Linked DNA regions of Mus musculus: regions 1 and 3 are each linked to region 2. Evidence: chromatin contacts called from public HiCAR-type and HiChIP or PLAC-seq data. All regions are on one chromosome and are shown on one strand. The core of a region is the stretch at or near the end of the contact, and the rest is flanking DNA. Distances in the headings are between cores, read along the strand shown. Region 1 holds the start of Amz1 (archaelysin family metallopeptidase 1). Region 2 holds the start of Fscn1 (fascin actin-bundling protein 1). Region 3 holds the start of Gna12 (guanine nucleotide binding protein, alpha 12).

The links. HiCAR-type assays count read pairs that join an accessible place to other places. HiChIP or PLAC-seq counts read pairs in DNA pulled down with a chosen protein or histone mark.
Region 1: an H3K4me3 HiChIP or PLAC-seq map of embryonic midbrain shows a contact between it and region 2, with 5 times the contacts expected there. The contact joins the promoter of Amz1 here to the promoter of Fscn1 in region 2. A contact is called at or near these places in 1 of 39 promoter capture datasets (embryonic stem cells) and 3 of 115 datasets of contacts at active chromatin or transcription factors (embryonic forebrain, embryonic hindbrain and embryonic midbrain).
Region 3: a HiCAR-type map of astrocytes shows a contact between it and region 2, with 2.8 times the contacts expected there. The contact joins the promoter of Gna12 here to the promoter of Fscn1 in region 2. A contact is called at or near these places in 3 of 115 datasets of contacts at active chromatin or transcription factors (astrocytes, embryonic forebrain and neural tube).

What each region holds. Positions count from the first base shown.
Region 1 is chr5:140,722,148-140,725,739 of GRCm38.p6, forward strand. Amz1 (archaelysin family metallopeptidase 1) reads left to right here and starts at 1,980. Exons shown (of 8, transcript NM_173405.2): 1 at 1,980-2,021; 2 at 2,227-2,324.
Region 2 is chr5:142,958,434-142,961,973 of GRCm38.p6, forward strand. Fscn1 (fascin actin-bundling protein 1) reads left to right here and starts at 1,922. Exons shown (of 5, transcript NM_007984.2): 1 at 1,922-2,847. The coding sequence starts at 2,016.
Region 3 is chr5:140,828,786-140,832,586 of GRCm38.p6, forward strand. It overlaps Gna12 (guanine nucleotide binding protein, alpha 12), which reads right to left and starts at 1,646. Exons shown (of 4, transcript NM_010302.2): 1 at 1,209-1,646. The coding sequence starts at 1,511.

The DNA of each region.
Region 1 (3,592 bases), core at 730-3,229, 2.2 Mb before region 2:
ATCAGAGATCAAGATAGAGCAGGTGGTCTCAGGAGGTCAAGGCTTCTGCCATGCCTGTTTATGAAGAAGTACAGCATCTTATATACTATTATTAGTGGAAGGACAAGAGAGGGTGGGGTCAGGGAAAGCCATCATACAATGGATGATGTCAGCAGGAGGCTAATGAAGCAGTGTTGCACAAGGCGAACAAGATGATCTCACGGGTGTCAGGGACAAGCACACAGAAGCTTCAAGATGGAGAAACTAGGGGGTAAAGGCAAGTTTCCAGGAACTGAACCCTTAACTCCTTCAAAGCCAGGCTCCAGCCTCAGACTGGACCTTGCTGAGCTGGCCCTGGGCAAGGACACGGACCTCTGAGAAAGCCTTGGATCACCTGGCTCTCAAAAGAGGAGGAACCAGGTTCATTCAGGAGCATGCTCAAAAGGCCAGATTTGCACCATCTGCTCCAGTCCCTCCACCCCTCACCCCAACCCTGTGTATGTGTGTGTGTGTGTGTGTGTGTGTGTGTGTGTGTGTGTAGGCTGTAGGTTGACATCAGGTATCTTTCTCTCTTTCTTCTCCTTCCTCTTGCACCTTTGGGTGAGTGCCCACAGAAGCCAAAAGACAGTGCTGGATCCCACGGAACTGGGGGACCCAGGTGGTTGTGATCCTCCTGATACGTTGTTGGGAAGAGCAGCCGGTCCCCTTAACCACCGATCGAGCTTCCCCACCTTGGCTTTTGAGACAAGGTCTTTCTCATTCAACTCTGTTTTCACCGGGTTGGTTAGACTGACCATCAGTGAGCTCTGTTGGACTCTGTACTGGGATCACATGGGGACCAAGCTTACAGCACCCTAGCCTTTGGGGGGTGGAGGGGGACAAGCTAGACTCCATTCAATCCACATTACAATGTAGCATCATCAGCCTAGAGTCCCCAGAGTCAGTGACGTTCAGTGACTTTGCCTCCCACCTTGCCCCGGGCTTCCCACTGACCAACCTCATTCTGCAAATATTCCTCCCTGTGTAACCGTTCGTCTCTTTAGTTTATAAATCAGTGTCCATGTGTGTGCGTGCACCACGTGTATTTAGATCTTCTGGAGGAGCAGTGGACCCTCAGCCTCTCTCCTGTTTCTCCACACTATCTTTTGAGACAGGCTCTCAACTGAACCTGGAGCTCCCAGGCTAGGTTGGCTGGCTTGTAAGCCCCAGGGATTTCTCCGCCCCTGCTTCCCCGGCTCTGGAATTATAAGGGCGTACTCCTGCATCTGCCTTTTATGTAGGTGCTACGAGGTCTGGATTTGAGTCCTCATGCCTATGTGGAAATCACTTTACAGACAGAACCATAGATCTGTCATCTTTTATTGTCCAAAATGAGCCAGGAGAGAGGCCTGGGCAGAAGGGTGAGAAAAGACTTCTGATAGGAGCCAGGCAAGGAACAGTGCAGGATGCGTGGAGTCAGGGAGAGGAGATGAGCAGGGTGCTGAGCGAGTGGTCGTCTAAGGGGTACCCAGCATCCCCTCCTGGTCTCAAGTCTCAAAGAAGATGGATGGAGGGCCTTGATTCTCAGAAGACTGTTAGCTGACCTCCCTAGGACAGGGCCTTCTGAGGGGATTTGGGGAAACTGAGTCAGCCCCAGACCTCATCCTCCGTAAACCTACATTATAGACAACACTGTAGCCCCAGCCATCATCAGCACGGAGTGATTATGCCAGGAGGTTTGTTGAATGACTGAATGACCTAAGTCTGCTCCTGTGCCAGGCAGCCTAGAACCCCCTTCATGAGGTGTAAGCCTAGGCCACTCGTGGGACACTCCCCTGTTTGTGCCAGAGGCGGAGGACACAGAGACCTCCCATCTCGCCCCCTCTGTGGGACCCTCTTCCCCACACACATCAGTTCCTGTCAGAGCCAAGATGTGTCGCCATGGAAACTGCTTGGCAAAGGCTGGCAGGCAGAGGCGGCCAGCAGCCGCTCACACTACCCAGCTCCTGGCGGCACCCGTTGAAGTGACACGAGCGTGCCTGGCGGTGTGTGGCATGTGTGCGGTAAGTGAGGGCTTGGGTAGGCACATAAGTGTTTGTGTGATGTGTGTCAGAGGTGGTCTGGGAGTGTGTGCTCTTGTGTGTGCATACATGTGCATGTGTGTCAACAGGGTGAACTGTGGCCGTATGCATGCGCTCTGGGTGTGATGGCTGCTGGGTGCGCACAGTGATGGGAAATAGAGGACTGATGGGGATGTGTGCACTACAGGCTGGGTGTCACTAGGTGAAGGACCAGACCAAGGTGCCCTGCAGTTGCTGTCCCCACCCTCGAAGTGGACCTCCTAGCCAAAGACAGCCACGGCTCAGGTAATTATCCGTCAGAAGGAGTGCATGACTGGAGGGCTTCTGGGAGGCGGCAGCTACTGGGAGTCAGGCAGGTGAAGGGGAGAAGAGCAGTTATCTAGGTACAGCCTGGAGTCTGGGAGTGATGAAGAAAGACTGGAAAAGAGGAGAGACAGCCAGTAGGGATGAATAAGGTTGGCTTGCACTCAAATTTTAAAAGGCCATCTTCCTAGAATGGGGGTGCCAGAAAAGGCACCCACAGAGGTGGCACATGGGGTGAGAGGACAAACGGCTGGGACAGACAGAGCCAGGTGGCTAGGAAGCTTTGATGCTCCAGGGACAAGATGGGGCTTTCTCGTGAGACTAAGGGACACCTGAGGATCTTGCTGTGCAGGAGGACTGGGCTTGAACGGAGAGAGGTCAGGTGGAGCCAGCTGTGCTGGGCAGTCGGGAGAAAAAAATATATATATATATGGAGGTTGACCAGATGTTTCAAAGTGAGTGCAAGCCTGTGGGTAGGGTAGAGGAGTGTCTGGGAGGCATGCAACTTCTGCAGTGTGAGAGCATATAAAGAGAAGTTTGGGTCCCCAGGGTCTTGTCCCCAGGATCTGAGGACAGTACCATGCTCTCCATGTGCTACTTGTTCTCTATCCTTGTAGCCCCCCACCCCAGCTCTTTTATCTATGTGGGGGATGAAGATACTTTGGTGACCCCACCCTCCAGGTGCCTAGAGCCACCAGAAGCCCCAGGGTGGGCTGTTCCCTGGCTCCCAGGCCCATGCTCTCCTGAAGGGAATGCCTGTGCCTCATCCTGCCCCCCCCCTTAGGGTGCATGGACTGCCAAGGTGACAGAGACAGATGTCACTGGGCATGTGGTGGACACGAGGAACAAACCTCCATTTGGGGGTCTTGCTCAGATCCCCCTCTCAGGTGTCTTCCCACACTGGGGGCTACCTGGATGCCACTGCAGGGGTCTGTTGCTGCCAGGCTGCGCCTTGGTTCCTTACAAGCCTGTCCAGGACAACCCTGTCTTCTGGGGGTTCCTTCTCCCGCTAGCACCCACTCCTACTATACTCTGTGTCTCCCCTGGGTGACGCTTCCCACCTACAAAAGGATTTAAAAAGGCTTTCTCCATGACAGGGCACAGCTAAGACTCTGAAGCCCCTTGTCAGCCAGCACCTCCCCTCCCTGCCAGGAGGAGGTAAGATAAGGTGCAATGAATGAGGGGGCTGGTGCGTGGGACACCCCTCTTTCTGCAGCCTACTCTGGGCACCCTGAGATGACTTTGCCTTT
Region 2 (3,540 bases), core at 672-3,171:
CTAGAGACTAAATTCAGCCCCTCAGCCCGGGAGCGTGCCTTTACCCTCCGAGCTCCCAGCTTTGGGTTTTTGAGGCAAGGTTTCATATAGCTTAGGCTGGCCTGGCATTCAAGGTCATCTCAGAGGCCTAGGATGACCTTGTGTTGTCGGTTCTCCGGCCTTTACCTCTGGTGTGCTGGCGTTTGCCTTACCACACCCAGGCATCCCCCATAGCTTAAGCCTAAAGCTCTCGGATGGCCAGCACGCCCATGCCCTGACGTGAAGTTCAGTGACTAATCAATACAGAGCGTTCACGGAGCCCTGACACATAGCAGCATTGACTTAACCTTAACAGCCTGGTGTGTAATGAGGCCAACTTGTCCGATTCTGCCCACGATGCGATGCTCTGGGTTAAACAGGTTTGAACAGAGTACCGGATGGCAGAGAGGGCACCCTCAGTATCGGGTTTTGGCTGTTACTGCTTCCAGTCTTCTGACCTGCTCCCTCAAGGCTGGTCTTAAACTCAAAGCAATCCTCCTGTCCCTGCTTCTCAAGTTCTGGAATTACAAGTGTGACTCACTGTACCCAGGAATATGTGTCTTTATTACAGAGGAAGGAGAGCTCAGAGAGTGAGAGTAACCTGTGCAAAGTCCCACAGCAGGAGAGGATGGCTGGCTATCGGCCGCGAACTTGGTGACCTTTCCTGTGACCTCTAAGGGAGGAACTAGATGTCCCAGCAAGGATTCTAGGGACTTGTCAGGACTGACCTTTGATGATGGGAAAGCCATGCCATCTCCCCTTCCCCTTTGATGGTCGCTGGAGGGGTTTGCCTGGGACAGAGATGCGTTTGGACACAGATCACCGTGAAGACTGGTCAGTTTCAGTACCCTGCCCAGCCTGTGGCTGGGAAGGGCCAGGGGCCCAGATCTTGTGGGCAGCCTGGGGTAGGGCCAGCATTCCAGGGGCCTGCCTGGCATGTGGGGAATGTCCCAGGAGAAGTCTCAGTCCTCCAGAAACTCAAAGGGAAGTGTTCTTACGTGGGGTGGTGTGTGGTGGGAGGTGGGAGGTGGTGTTTGTGGGAATGTCCCTCTGGTCTGGAACCCTGAGGGGCTGCAGTTAGGAGGTACATTGGGGCTGTGCCATTCTAGGGAGCTGACCTGCTTTTCTGATGTCTTCATAAACAGAGACCACTATTCCTGCCTTACCTACCCTGCTTCCTGGTAGACCAGCACCCCGGGGCTTGAGCATCACCACAGTAGGGACTTTTGTGGGCCACTGACTTGGGCCACAGTTACCACAATTTATTTAGAGTCAGCAAGGTGGCTGTACTCTATGCTGACCCGGGAATAGAAATCTCGGTTTCTGCTCAGGAGGCCCAGGCTACAAGGCCTTGAAAAACCCTGAGGCGGGCGGGGCAGGTAGGGCTCTGCATGCGCCTCTCTAGAAATTAACCTCCTTTCTACCCCAGACCCTTCTGGCGTCTCTGGCTTCTTCAAGGACCGGCTCTAAGGCTACTTCCTGGTACACCCTGGACCCTCCCTCCATCCTGAAGGGATCATTATCTTAAACCTGGTCCTTCCCATCGACTGGGTTTGGGGGTAGGGGTGTTTCAGGATGGCCTCAGAGAGCAGGAGAAAGTTGGAGATCAGCCAACTACTGCAGAGCACGACTGTGGAGGAACAGTTAAATGGACTAGCAAACACGAACGGGCCAGAGGCAGAAGGACTGCTATGAGTTCGAGTCCAGCCTGAGCCACACAGATACTTCAAGCCTAGTCTGAGTTACAGAGTGAAACCCGGTCTTAAACCCCAGAAAAACACTCCGGGGAAGCGCAGGGGACCGGGCGCGCGCTGCAGAGCCCCCTCCCCGGCAGGCCCGGGTAGGGGCGTGGCCACGGTGACGTCATCCTCCTATAAAACCCTGGGCGCCGCCGGGCTGGCTTTGTGGAGAACTGCAGCGGGCTAAGCCGTGTTGAACAAAGGAGGTCGGGCACAGCTATCCAAGCTCCCGGGGCCACCGGGCCGCCCTCCGCCACCATGACCGCCAACGGCACGGCAGAGGCTGTGCAGATTCAGTTCGGGCTCATCAGCTGCGGCAACAAGTACCTGACAGCCGAGGCGTTCGGGTTCAAGGTGAACGCATCCGCTAGTAGCTTGAAAAAGAAGCAGATCTGGACGCTGGAGCAACCTCCCGATGAGGCGGGCAGCGCGGCCGTGTGTCTGCGCAGCCACCTGGGTCGCTACCTGGCCGCCGACAAGGACGGCAACGTGACCTGCGAGCGCGAGGTGCCCGACGGCGACTGCCGCTTTCTCGTCGTGGCGCACGACGACGGCCGCTGGTCGCTGCAGTCCGAGGCTCACCGGCGCTACTTTGGCGGCACCGAGGACCGCCTGTCCTGCTTCGCGCAGAGCGTGTCGCCGGCCGAGAAGTGGAGCGTGCACATCGCCATGCACCCGCAGGTTAACATCTACAGCGTTACCCGCAAGCGCTACGCGCATCTGAGCGCGCGGCCGGCCGACGAGATCGCGGTAGACCGCGACGTGCCTTGGGGCGTCGACTCGCTCATCACCTTGGCCTTCCAGGACCAACGCTACAGTGTGCAGACGTCCGACCACCGCTTCCTGCGCCACGACGGGCGCCTTGTGGCACGGCCGGAGCCCGCCACGGGCTTCACGCTGGAGTTCCGCTCCGGCAAGGTGGCCTTTCGCGACTGCGAAGGTCGCTACCTGGCTCCGTCCGGGCCCAGCGGCACCCTCAAGGCTGGCAAGGCCACCAAGGTGGGCAAAGATGAGCTCTTCGCCCTGGAACAGAGCTGCGCTCAGGTGGTGCTGCAGGCGGCCAACGAGAGGAACGTGTCCACGCGCCAGGGTGAGTTGGGGACATGTCCCCTCCCTTGGGTCCTGACCCAGTGCACAAAAGCATCTCTGCACTCCTTCTATTTCCCTATTTCCTCCTGGGCTCCCTTTAGGCTCACAGGCCTCTGGGCTCCGCCATGAGGAGGTGGGCTTCTATTTTGAAAGATCTGATCTCACCAGATAGCCTTGGCTATCCTGGAACTCGCTATGTAGACTGGGCTGGCCCCGAACTCGCAGAAATCTTCCTTCCTGTCTCTTGTGCTGGGAATAAAGGCATGTACCACCCCTCTGTTCAGGACGTAGGCTTCTTCTGCTGGGAGAAGGTGACGTGGGGAAGTGGGTAAGGCCTAACACATTCTAAAGCAATACTGTCCACCACCACCCCCCCCCCCCCCGGCTGGGGGCGTGGGACTCCATAGACCTAGCTTAGATCTTCTCCGTTTCCTCTTCCTTCCCAGTCTGAGCCATCCCCATTCATGAGCCGATTCTTTAGGATAGGCTGTCCCAGGTCTTGGAGAGGAAGGGTTCCCCCTACACCCCCCCTTGTTCATTTCCTCGTGCGTCCTCTCCCGTTTCGCGGGCCTTTGGCTGGAGGGCCAGGGGACAGTCACCCCTGCCCTCCCCGCCTTAAATGGCGAGATAGAGGAGGTTGGAGGGGCTTTTGATCCCGGCGGGGTGTGCTGGGCGGGGTCGGCCCTGCGACTCT
Region 3 (3,801 bases), core at 396-2,895, 2.1 Mb before region 2:
ACAAAACAACTATGCAACAATGAAGGACACGTGGACCCTGAATGACATGAGAAGGCTTCTGGAAGGTTCTTTGTTTTTGTGTTTTGCAGTGTAGAGGTTGGACGCCTTGGGCTTGTACTTGCTAGACTGGTGCTTTCCCACTGAACCATATTCCTAGTCTAATTTTTTTTTTCCTCTTCCTTTTTTTAGTTCTATAATGGTCCTGTACATATGCTTTTAAAGCAGGTTTAGTGTCACATACCAAGATGTTTTCTAATACAACTATATATCTTGGATTAACTTGGAGACTGGGGTCGGGGTGAGGCCGGGGGTACAGGTAGGGAGGTGGTTAGGGACGAACACGATTGGCACAGAACTGACCCTTGTTTCAATGCTGGGTAGTGGGTGTCTCGAAGCTCCTTCTAACATCTCACCTAACTTGGTGTGTATGTTAAATCACCATACTAAAAGGTTTAAAGAACAAAGTATGGGTGGCACATGCCTGTAATCCTACCACTGGGGAGACGGGTCAGAAGGATAAGGAGTTTAAGGTCAGCCTTGTCTACATGGCAAGGCCAGCCTGGGCTTCATGACTCCCTATCTCAAAAATACAAACACTGGCAACTTAGTCTAGTTAGTAATGTCCTCCCTAGCACGCATGAAGTTCTGGATTCAATCCCAGCACTACACGAACAAAGTATGGTGACACAGCGCCCTCCTCCTCTGTAATTCCAGGATTTGAGAAGTTGAGGAGAGAAAGGATCAGGAGTTCAAGGTCATTCTTAGCTACAGAGTGAGTTCAAGGCCAGTCTGGGGTATATGATATAATGTGTGTGTGTGTGTGTGGTGGGGGGAATAAAATGGTCAATTCTCATTTACAAATAAAAAACGAAGGCTGATGTCCTCCAACCTACACTATAAACTTTGCATGCTGGAGGGACAGGGAGAGTTGGCGACCCTCAATCCACGTGTCCAGCCCTAACACCCTATTTGTAACCCAAGTCCCTGAGAGTGGTCCAGCTTGCATTCCCACGGTCCCCAAGCGTCCAGGGCTCTGCAAATCTATCGCGCCCCTGGGAGGTCACGGGAGTAACCCCAACTGCATTGCTTGAGGTCCCTATTGGAAGGGAGGGGCGCCGGGTGGCAGGGTCGCGGGTCCGTGGAGAACAAAGGGGGCGGGGCCCGCGCGCCACCTGGACCAGGTGTGTGTGGGCGGGGCCGCGCGTCACCTTAAGGATGTTGTCGAAGATGGTGTCGCGGAACTCCAGCAGCGCCTTCTGGTCGAACTCCCGGCCGTGGATGATGCGCATCTGCTTGAGGAAGGTGGACTTGCCGCTCTCGCCGGCGCCCAGCAGCAGGATCTTGACCAGCCGCCGCACCGCGCGCCGCTCGCGGGCCAGCAGCGCGTCGATGTCGCGGCTGCGCCGTCGGGCCTCGCGCTCCGCGTCGCGCGCCGCGCCCGCCCTGCGCTCGCGGGCTCCGGCCTCGGCCGGCAGCAAGCAGCGGCTAAGGGTCCGCACCACCCCGGACATGGCCGCCCTCAGGCCGCGGCCGCGCCCCGCTGGGGCCCGCGCGCCATGGACGCCCCTCAGCCGGCGCGGCCCTGCCGGGCCAGGCGCCGCCCCGCCCGCCGCTCCCTCAGGCTGCGTCCGCCGCCGCCGCCCCGAGGCCCTCACTCGCCGGGCCGGCTGAGGGGCGGAGGGGAAGGCGCGGAGGGCGGGGCGGCGCCGCGCAGAAACTCTTTTATTGGTTGGGAAGTCTTCTATCTTGGGCAGCGCGCTTTTTTACTGGACAAGCGTGCCTTGGAGGAGGCGGGCACTCCTGTGGTCCTTGGGGCGGAGCCGGTGCCGAAAAAGGCGGGATCTTTTCGATGAGGGAGCTTCTTATTGGACTGCTGAGCAAACTTCTTTCTTTCAGAATGAAAGGGAGGTGGGGCCATTGAGGAGGAGGAGCTGAAGCCCTTCGCAACCAATTAGAAGTGCTCTGATCGTTTGTCAGTCACAATAACTACGCTTGGGATTGGAAGTTGTGGGAAATGGGGCGAGGCCAAAAGTGCCAGGTGTACAGAGTGACTCTCTGCCTTGATTCCCAGGTTGGTCCGGCTGTGAGCCCAAGATGTGGCTGCAAAGTTGGGAAATAGCGATGAGGTCCTCCTGCTCTTAAGTTTAGGGAGAAAGCTCAGTCGTTTTCCTTCCAAAAACATTGAAGCAGGGTGGGTCATCATTTTCAAACAAAAGCTGCTTTGAGTGTTACATGGGCCCCAAATAAGGAGAAAACAAACAAACAAAATTATTGTATGGGTCTCCCTAGGCACTTTCTTAAAATATGATTAAGGGGAGATGGTTCAGTGGGAAAGAACTGTGAAAGTGTGAGGACATGAGTTCAAATTTCCAGTTGTGCCTGTAACCCCACCTCTCAAAACCCAAGATAAGACCAATTCCAGTAACTTGCTGTGCAGCTATCCTAGCCCCAATGATAAGCTTAAGGTTCAGTGAGAGAAGCTGTTTGAAACGTTACAGAGGGGAGGCAGTTGAGCGACTTCTTGGCCTTTGTATGTATGTGCACTGGCGCGCGCACACACACACACACACACACACACACTTGCACACACATGCACGAGCGCGCACACACACATCTGTGTTTGTCATAATCACTCAGGCAGTTTGATGTGGAATAGTGGTCTGAAGTGTGGTGTCTGAAGGGTGTTGGTGCTGCATGGAGAATCATTACAGAAGCAAGAGAATTGAGATGAGTTTGAAGCCAGCCAGGGCTACATAGTAACTCTCTCACCATCTTGGCTAGAGATGATGTTGCAAGAGGAGGTCAAGCTTGTGTGATATAATCCCAGTATTGAGAGAGCCCGAGACAGGAAAATATGGAATTTGAGGCCAGCCTGGACTAAAGCTTGACTCTGTCTCAAAATGTTTTTTTTCAATATGTGTACCTGTTCCATATCCCACTTTCTATTACAAACAGAAGACAACCTTTGGTGTTGGCCCTTGCCTTCCACCTTGTGTGAGGCAGGGTTTCTTATTGTTTGCCATTGCATATGCTGGGGTAGCTGGCTCAGAAACTGAAGATAGCCCATCTCTACTTCCCATCTTGCTTGGAGTACAGATGCCTGCTACTGCGTCTGGCTGTGTGTGGATTCTAGCGAATCTGAACACAGGTCCTCACTCCTTTGAAGCCAATGCTGTACCCACTAAGGGATCACCCCAGCTCACGGTTTATTGTCTTTTAAGAGAGGTCTCATTTATCTCAGGCTGGGAAAATTACAGCCAAGGATGACTTTAAACTCCTGATCTTCCCGCCTTTGCTTCCTAAATGCATGCCATGACACCTAAGAATATGTTTCTAAGACAGAAAATGGGGGAATCTGAACCCATGGACTAGAGTTCAAACCTTATTCAGTTTTAAAAACCTAAATTAATTCACAGTTTTCGGCAAATGCTCCAGACATTTACAAATAACTTTATAAATAGCTTGATGCTGGTGTTTATAGAATCATTAACTATTTTAAAGGGCCATTTAGCTTTTTTTTTTTAGTGACACATTGTGGTGTTTTATGGGAGAAATTATATACTGTTGATAGTATCTAATTTGGGACTTTGACAAGGGTTCTGGCCATATCCTTCACATTTGCTAAAAGGCTAAAGTGCTTGAAATAAACACGTGTATCCATGCACTCCATAATAGTCTCTTAATTACCCCTGGCATTTATATGGCATGCTGTAATTTCTAAAGTGCTTTACATACATTATCTGATGTCATCTGTTCTCTCCACACCGCTGGGAGAGAGGCAAGTTACAGGGTAGCTCTAAT